Regions from separate parts of the Danio rerio genome. Here regions 2 and 3 are each linked to region 1. The links are chromatin contacts, called in public HiCAR-type maps. All regions are on one chromosome and are shown on one strand. Each heading gives the region's core, a stretch centred on a gene start, on an enhancer-like site or on the middle of the called end of the contact. The rest is flanking DNA. Distances are from core to core; before and after follow the strand shown. Region 1 holds the start of irf2bp2a (interferon regulatory factor 2 binding protein 2a). Region 2 overlaps LOC100331556 (signal induced proliferation associated 1 like 2). Region 3 overlaps egln1a (egl-9 family hypoxia-inducible factor 1a).

Region 1 (2,700 bases), core at 142-2,641:
TCAGATTCTTGGGATGTTTGCCTCGATCTGCAAAAAAAAAAAGAGAGCAGGAGCTTGCATGAATGAGCTGCACAAAGCCGCCTTTATGCAATAACAATGTGGCAGACGCAGTGATGCATTGTAGTGCCAGACGCAACAATGAGGCTGCCTGCAAATGCACCACATGCAAACACACGTTGAGCTTTGATCAGCGGAAATTTTCTGCTCTCGCAGCTGACTCATGCCATAGAGCTCTCATTCAAAGCTAGCACTGCACTGCATGTGTGAATAAACACACACAAGTTAATCAGATCTGCTTTAATCTCCAGTCCATCCAGCTTGCAATAAAGAACACACACCTAGGTTGTACACTAAATAGTCACTGTTATTGATCCTTTCTACGTCTATCCAGCTTTAAAAACAAATAAATGCAGCACGCCTGAACACAAATAATAGCATACCTGATTTGGATGCAGGACCAGTCTCGTACATGACCCTCTGCTGCATGTGCTCCTTCTTGAATCTGCCGTCGTACGGGTTGAGCGTCATCAGCTCCCGCACGGTTTTGTTCTTGTTGAGCCAGTCGTCGGCGCGCGTCTTGTGGCCGTCGCTGATCTCCGGCGTCAGGCTGTCCGGTCTGTGCTTGTCCTTGTCGTGCTCCGTGCTGGAGACCGACGCCGGTCGCTTATTCCCTCCGAGATCTGACATCTGCCCCGGTCTGCCGTTCATCGCGTGCGCCATGCTGCCGTTCACTAAAGGCACTAAATTGGGCGGCACGCCGCTAGTCCTGCGCGGGTTCGGGCTCTGGCGGTTGAGCTCCGGAGGATCGTCGGGTTTTGAGAATCCGTTAGGCACTGGGATGCCGTTCGCCTGTCTCGCAGACTGATACTCGGCTCCCAATCTGGGCGGACGCTCTGAGGAGAGCGGGTAGCGATCCAGCGGCTGCGGCGGGCGCGAGCCCGGGTCTCCCGACGCGTGGATCTCCTTCCCCGGTAACTGTTTGCCCGGCCCCGCCGGTCTGCCGTCCTGAAATCCATGCGCTCTTTTGAGCTGCCGGGCTGTTTCAATGACAAACTCGATCCTGTCGGCTCCTTCGTAGTTGACACATCCTCTGCAAACGGGCTCGGTAAAATCCCAGATCATAGCCCACGGCATGCGGGGCAAGTCACATAAATAACACGACTGCCTCCTCGAAGCAGCAACCGCCGCGGACGACATCGCTCTCTCTCGGGCGAAAAACCCTCCGAAATACGGCACAATCCTGTGTGGAATGATGCTGGGGAAAAACAAGGTAGCGCAAGTAATAATTAAGTTACAAACAGAACTTCATAGTAGCGTGCTTTACTACGACGCGCGCTCGGTCTCTCTCACTCACTACTACCGCGGCCAGGCTGGAGCTCAATGTGGAGCAGTGACGTCACCGCCGCTCCGCGTCTATTTACTTGATTCTTCGACAGAACAGCCCCTGCGGCGCATGCGCTGTCGGCTCCCCCTCCCTCCCGCGCGCGCTGCCTTTATTTAACTGTGCTGAATCCAGGCCAGAGCTGCGACGCGGAGAGCTTTCGATATCAGAGACGAGCTGGAAAAAAAGAAGAGAAGAAAACACACACACACACACACACACACATCTCCGAGAGTCGAAAGTTCTCTTTAAACGCGCTGACGTACGAGGAGCTTATATGCAAATCAGCCAGACTCTTTCACGCCGGAGGGAACGGCGAGCGGTCACATCTACTCTTTAAAGCCGAACACGGTTCCTGACATCGGGGAAAACATGGAAAATAATATGAGGAAACTCATTTACTGGCACGGGACTGTTAGTGTGGATATACACTTTCTGTCGTCGGTTACAAAGCGCTTCATGAAACATTTATTAATCACGAACGACTGGGACAAAAGGTCTGGTTATTTATTTACTTCTTTGTCCGAGCATTAGACCTTTATAGTGGGCCAGAGTTGATTTGGATTAAATAAAAATAGTTTAAATAATGAGTTCATTATTTATAATGTAAACATTTTTACTAACTTGTATTAATATTTCACCTCTTGCTGGTGTAAAGTAAATTCAGATGAGTTTATGTCCATGTATTAAAGTCAAATATATCTGGATCTCCCCCCACATTCCCCTTCTGAAGTGCACAAAATCACCACACATCAACCCACAATAATAAAAGCCCTGGGCATGTACTGTACATTACATTTCATCACACTTGTGAAATCACACATTCAAGCTTTCATTAATCCCCACACTGAACACACACACACACACACACACACACACACACACACACACACACACACACACACACACACACACACACACACACTCTGCTTTTCTGATCGTGGTTCTACAGGTTATATGATCCTGTCTGGTCACTGAGTACACAAAGTCCACAGTGGGAGAAGAACCAACAAATAGCGTTGTAGGTCCTTCCCTTTTCTGTGTTGGATTGGTTCCAGCTGAGTGCAGCTCCAGGGCTCTATGGGTGAAGCAATGCGTCTGAAATCTGCAGACACAAGGCAGGATGTGTTTGTGCAAGCCCTCGTGACGTTAAAAAGAGGAAGCGAGATGTTTAGTCACGTACCCACAGCTCGCCTCGCCCTTCTCAACCAACAGCAAATCTGTTGGCCCGCAGCCAGAGCGCATGTACAGTTGAAGTCACCATTATTCAGCCTCCTGCTTCTCCTTTAAATATTTCCCAAACGACGATTAATGGAGCG
Region 2 (2,700 bases), core at 144-2,643, 150 kb before region 1:
GAAAAAATACTTAATTATTACAATATATTTACAATTTAATTTCAACTTTTTCATTACTACATTTATTACATCATATGTCATTAGTAAAAAATAAGAATCTGTAAAGTTTTAAATGAAACACTGCAGCCTGCTGTCATTCAGGCAGATAACACACTGAGCAGCGCATTCAGCTCTCCTCAGTCAGAATGTGTTCATTTGAATAATTAAAACATAATAATAACCTTAATAATAATATAGAGCTTCACGCTTGTTCTAGCCTATCATGTCAAAAAAATAAAAGAAGTACATTTGAAAATTGAGAGATGACAACAACAATAGTCAACAATAGAATTAAAAATTAACTTAATATGGCCCGCTTTTGGTGCTTCACACCTTTTACTGCTCATTTTTATTTCAGGAATAAGGTCCAAGATTTACAATAAAAGTTATTTATTGAATGTTTTTTTTTCTATTTAACAACAAGACATGCGTGAAAGATGACTTCCCTTTAGGCAGATTGCTGGACTCATGAAGAATAATAGTTAGCATTGGCCAAAACTGTTTAGCTAAAGTCACACTGAAGTGACAGCCGACAGAGGATTCCGCTTACTCTTTAAGCCTTTTTCAATGGGTTTTTTCACTATTTCTAAAGGTGCAGCAGTCAAAATACAAAATCTGGACCTTTGTCAGTGAGGAGTGGGTCTTTCAAACCACACAAACCACCCCTGGCTACGAGCCTGCACTGGATATACAAGTTTATTTGGTCTGAATTTGAGTGGAACCGAATATTCAGCCAATATATAAATGAATTAATTAAATTAATTAAATAATAATTTAATTCCAACAGTCTGAAAAACAAGAGCAAAATATATTCAATTAAATGATGCACAGAAATAATGCAAAACCATTCTTATGTTTACTCATGGTTTAATGTGCAGTTCCAGCACCGGCCAGCAGGGGCAAACTGCTCCACCATCCAAACCGTCACCCTTGATCCCTCGATCCTCACATGATCTTGTCTTTTCCCCACCCATGCCTTGATCTTGATGAAGTCAGCTGAAATGGAAAGTAGCAGCCGATCAGATTATCACGTTGTTATTCTGATGAAAGATTACGAGTACAAACGACTCTGTTTCTTTGAAATGCCTTCACAATGAGGCCAGAAACACAAGCAAACAAGGTCAACTGCGTGAATGTTGACAAAGCAGTGCAGTGGGGGGGGTGTGTGTGCGCGTGTTATTATTAGATGTGGGTTATTCTGTCGGACAGACGGCTGATCTCAGCGAAGGGTTAAGCCCAGCTCAGAGCATTCGTTTCATTTCCTCTACATTTCCATCTGAACAAACAAGCGGGTGACCTGACAGTGCACAGAGGGGTGGAGGGGAAGAGGCGTTCGTGACTGGAATATGAGAAAGAGAGAGAGAGAGGACACCCATGCGACCGTGAAAAGCCTGCAGTGTGCAGGCGGTTGGGAGGGGCAGGCAAACCCCCTGCTTGTTTAAACTACTTATTTAAAGTACACATGAAATCAAAACTAACCATATTGATTTAGTCAGCGCACATGGCTAGTTTTGTGCTGAACAATTCATCTGTGCATGTCATGATGAAAAAATTAATGGTTTGCCCTTGTAATCTTAAATAGAAATCTGAAAATGCACTTCCTGCTTGTTTCAACTCTCAGATTAGGGCCCAGTCCCATTTCTATTTTTCTACCCCTTCCCCTCAGCCCTACGCCTTTAAGTTAAAGAGAATTGGGACACCCCTACCCCTTGACATGAACACGCAAACCAGGGGTAGGGGTAAGGGGAAGGGCTAAGAGGTGGAATTGGGATAGGGCCTAGGTATGTCTGAGGTAGTGGGCATGGCTAACATACTTAACCACGCCCCTCCAGCTGTCAGTTTTGACAACAAACAAAAATGGTGAGCAGGAGGGATCTGTTAGGCCAACGCAATCTCGCGGCAATTCGTAACTTTTTGATTTAGTGGCTAATTCGTATGAATTCGTACAATCTAATGCGTACAATTTAGTACGATTTGCTCATCACCCAATGACGGTTGGGGTAAGGGTGGGGTTGGGTGCCACGCCTCCTTTTTAAAATCGTACATTTTAGTCTTACGAATTCATATAAATTAACCACTAAACTGACAAAACGTAAAATACTTAAATTTCCACATGAGATCAGGCTGGTTAGGCTGTAATAACTCTCTCCCCAAACCCTTTTCTCCATCTTTCTGAATGAAATGCCTACTTCACTACATCCAATCAGCTTGCAGAAAAAAAAAAAAAAAGCCACGCCCACTGTTTTCTCATTTAATATTTCATTTCTCTAGGACAGGGGTGCCCAAACTTTTGCAGGTGGTTGGCTGGAGGTAAATTTACCAAACTGTAAAGTTGTCAATATAATTTCCTAATTTATTATAATAATTCATTATATAATTTAATTAATACTATAATTCATTACATTTAAAATACTTTAATTGTATTAATAATGATACATTTGTTGTAGATTTTATCATGAATGAATGTCTGACACTAAAAAACATGAACGATCCCATTGATAACACTAAAAAACACACTTTACCTCGTCGCTTGCTAATGTCTTCTGCAATGTTCGCTATCCATCAAGTGACTGTATTTATTTATTTTATTTTTTTTATTTATTTAATCTGATTCATTCACAACATTTAATTAAAACATTTAATTTCAGTTTGCTTTTTTGT
Region 3 (2,700 bases), core at 140-2,639, 230 kb before region 1:
CCTGTTCCTCTTAGATCTTAGATCTACCTTCCTACAGAGCTCAGCTCCAACCCTGATCAAACACACCTGAACCAATTAACTAGGACCTGAACAGCACTTGATAATTACAGGCAGGTGTGTTTGATATGGGTTGCAACTGAAATATGCAGGAAGGTAGATCCTGGTCACCCCTACTGTAGACAATCGAGAGAAAAATCTATAATAATATTAACCAGAGCGATTTTAGATTTTTTATTATTTTCCATATATATAGAGAGATAAAAATGCTTTGAAACATTACTTTGCTCTGTTATACATCACTTGGGAAAAAAAATTGCAACTAAACAAAACAGACCAGTCTACAGAGAATATTTCAATTATACATGTAAACAAATATTTGTAAATAAATGCATATTTATATAAACATATATGCATTATTATATTATATTATATTATATTATATTATATTATATTATATTATATTATATTATATTATATTATATTATATTATGTTTGTTTTCCAATTCAAATTATCTCAAATAATTATTAACACACCGATGATTTAGCAAATATTTTATAGGAAAAGATAAGCTAAATGTATATAGATAAACTTCTTTAAAAAAAAATTATTTTCAAGATAAATACTTTTACTCTCTAAAGCTATCTCAAATATATTGAGAAACAGATAATTAAAATATATCTGTAAAGAAATGTAAATTTATAGATAAACATACATGCATAATTATATTATATTCAAGACAAATATTTTTCAACACTAAACTATCTCAAATATATTAACAAATAGATAAATAAACAAATATTTAAAAAACAAATGGGCTAAATATTTGTAGGTTGCCATTTATAAAATATTTTTAATATATATTTTTAAATTATTATTATATATGTTTTCCATTTCAAATGATCTCAAATAATTATTTACAAACATATAAATAAATAAATATTTGGCGAAAAAAAATTTCAAGAATATATATATATATGTATATGTATATGTATGTATATATATATATATATATATATATATATATATATATATATATAAACAAATATTTGTAAATAGACATTTATACATAAACATTTATAAATAATTTGTTTACTACTTTCAATACAAATAATATTACGCTCTCAAATAACTATTTACAAACAGATAATTATTCATAAATCAAAACATATTTACAGGTGGACAAATATTTAATGATAAACAGAAATTATACAAAGTACATAAATACACAAATAACCTAAAAAAATAACATTAATGTCTATGTGCAAAATGTGAATAATTTAAAGACGTGACTGACTGTGATTCAACAACCAAATCTGACAATACAATAAATTCATTGAAATGCGAGATTTGCACAGTCAGCTTTCTGTTTACTAATAATGACCAGAGTCGTGCACTAGGGGGCAATGTTGATCTGAGTTTAAAATCAATATCAGGCCTGCATGACAAATACTGGTGATGATTTTAGGAAAATTCCTTTCAATACCAGTTCGATTCCCAACATTTTCATGAATATATTTTAGATTTATTGTCAAACTCAAGATAAACTGAATTAAATATGAGTTTTAAAGGGACAGTTCACCCTAAAAGAAAAACTCTGTCACCATTTAATCACCCTTCCAACCTGTTATTATTTTTAAATACAGATAAAGATATTGAATGCTGAATGTTGTGGGGAAATGACTGCCATTGACTTCTGTTTGGTCTACTATAGATGTCATCGGCTGCTTGTATCTATACATTCTTCAGAATATCTTGTTTTGTGTTCAACACAAGAAAGACATTCATGAAAGTTCATAAAATAATATTGAAAGTTTTGGGTAAACTGTCTCTTAAAGATCACTTCAGTTGAACTTCGATTAAAAGTCTGAGTAAACCAGAACAAACCCAGTGAAATCCTTCAGAAGTGGGTCAAAGTTGAAGTCAGCCTGCGGCTCTTTATTGAGTTTTACTAATGTTCACACAGGACGGATATTCCCACATTTTTAGCAACATTAAAGGGGTAGTTCATACAAAACTGAAATTTCTGTCATTTACTAATTTGTTCCAAAACTGTTTGAGTTTATTTATTCTGTTGAACACAAAAGAATACAGGTTTTCAGCTTCCATCTTCTCTTGTGTTTAACTGAATAAAGAAAGTCTTAAAGGTTTGGAACCAGTTGATGGAGAGTAAATAGTGAGTGTGTTTTAATTATTGGGTGAACTGAAATATCACTTTAACATGCTTTATCGCAAAATTAATGCAATGTTTTCAGACACTTAAGGTACACAAACATTTTCTATTCATTTTCCTTAAACTGGAATGATAATCAACAAATGTGACGTCCAAATAACATGATGAAAATACATACAATTTTATTTTAGACATGCCTTGTCTCGTTTGAGGTTAGCATCGTTAGATAATGCACAAAATAGTAAAAAGTGTCTAATCTGCTACTTGATAACTTTGTAACTGTAAATTCTGTTATCGTCAACTGTTACCATCAACTGTTACCATCAACTCTGTTATCTTCAACTGTTACCGTCAGCTCTGTTATCGTCAACTCTGTTACTGTCAACTCTGTTACCGTCAGCTCTGTTACCGTCAGCTCTGTTACCGTCAGCTCTGTTACCGTCAACTCTGTTACCGTCAACTCTGTTACCGTCAACTCTGTTACCGTCAGCTCTGTTACCGTCAGCTCTTTTACCGTCAACACTGTTAC

Evidence for each region. HiCAR-type assays count read pairs that join an accessible place to other places.
Region 2: a HiCAR-type map of caudal fin shows a contact between it and region 1, with 2.7 times the contacts expected there. The contact joins the enhancer-like site here to the promoter of irf2bp2a in region 1. A contact is called at or near these places in 3 of 18 Hi-C or Micro-C datasets (caudal fin, hematopoietic stem cells and an unstated tissue) and 3 of 4 datasets of contacts at active chromatin or transcription factors (caudal fin, embryo and pancreas).
Region 3: a contact with region 1 is called in a HiCAR-type map of caudal fin, with 9 times the contacts expected there. The contact joins the enhancer-like site here to the promoter of irf2bp2a in region 1. A contact is called at or near these places in 4 of 18 Hi-C or Micro-C datasets (caudal fin, embryo, hematopoietic stem cells and 1 more) and 2 of 4 datasets of contacts at active chromatin or transcription factors (caudal fin and embryo).

Annotation. Positions count from the first base shown.
Region 1 is chr13:53,263,421-53,266,120 of GRCz12tu, forward strand. irf2bp2a (interferon regulatory factor 2 binding protein 2a) reads right to left here and starts at 1,392. Exons shown (of 2, transcript NM_199981.1): 1 at 441-1,392; 2 at 1-27. The coding sequence starts at 1,197. All of the region lies in intron 11 of LOC100331556 (signal induced proliferation associated 1 like 2), which reads left to right. The region is part of intron 1 of LOC141377083 (a long non-coding RNA gene); the gene reads right to left.
Region 2 is chr13:53,118,403-53,121,102 of GRCz12tu, forward strand. The region is part of intron 11 of LOC100331556 (signal induced proliferation associated 1 like 2); the gene reads left to right. LOC103912043 (a long non-coding RNA gene) reads right to left here. Exons shown (of 5, transcript XR_012388999.1): 3 at 900-1,035. Among named protein-coding and RNA genes, the nearest start is that of egln1a, 120 kb to the left of the region's middle. Within about 2 kb of position 1,394, at least 50 of the 62 cell types and tissues checked have an H3K27ac peak or open chromatin away from gene starts, as enhancers often do. A contact at or near this core is called in caudal fin and pancreas, where this site is marked.
Region 3 is chr13:53,034,927-53,037,626 of GRCz12tu, forward strand. The region is part of intron 5 of egln1a (egl-9 family hypoxia-inducible factor 1a); the gene reads left to right. The region is part of intron 11 of LOC100331556 (signal induced proliferation associated 1 like 2); the gene reads left to right. Among named protein-coding and RNA genes, the nearest start is that of egln1a, 38 kb to the left of the region's middle. Within about 2 kb of position 1,390, at least 6 of the 62 cell types and tissues checked have an H3K27ac peak or open chromatin away from gene starts, as enhancers often do. A contact at or near this core is called in caudal fin, where this site is marked.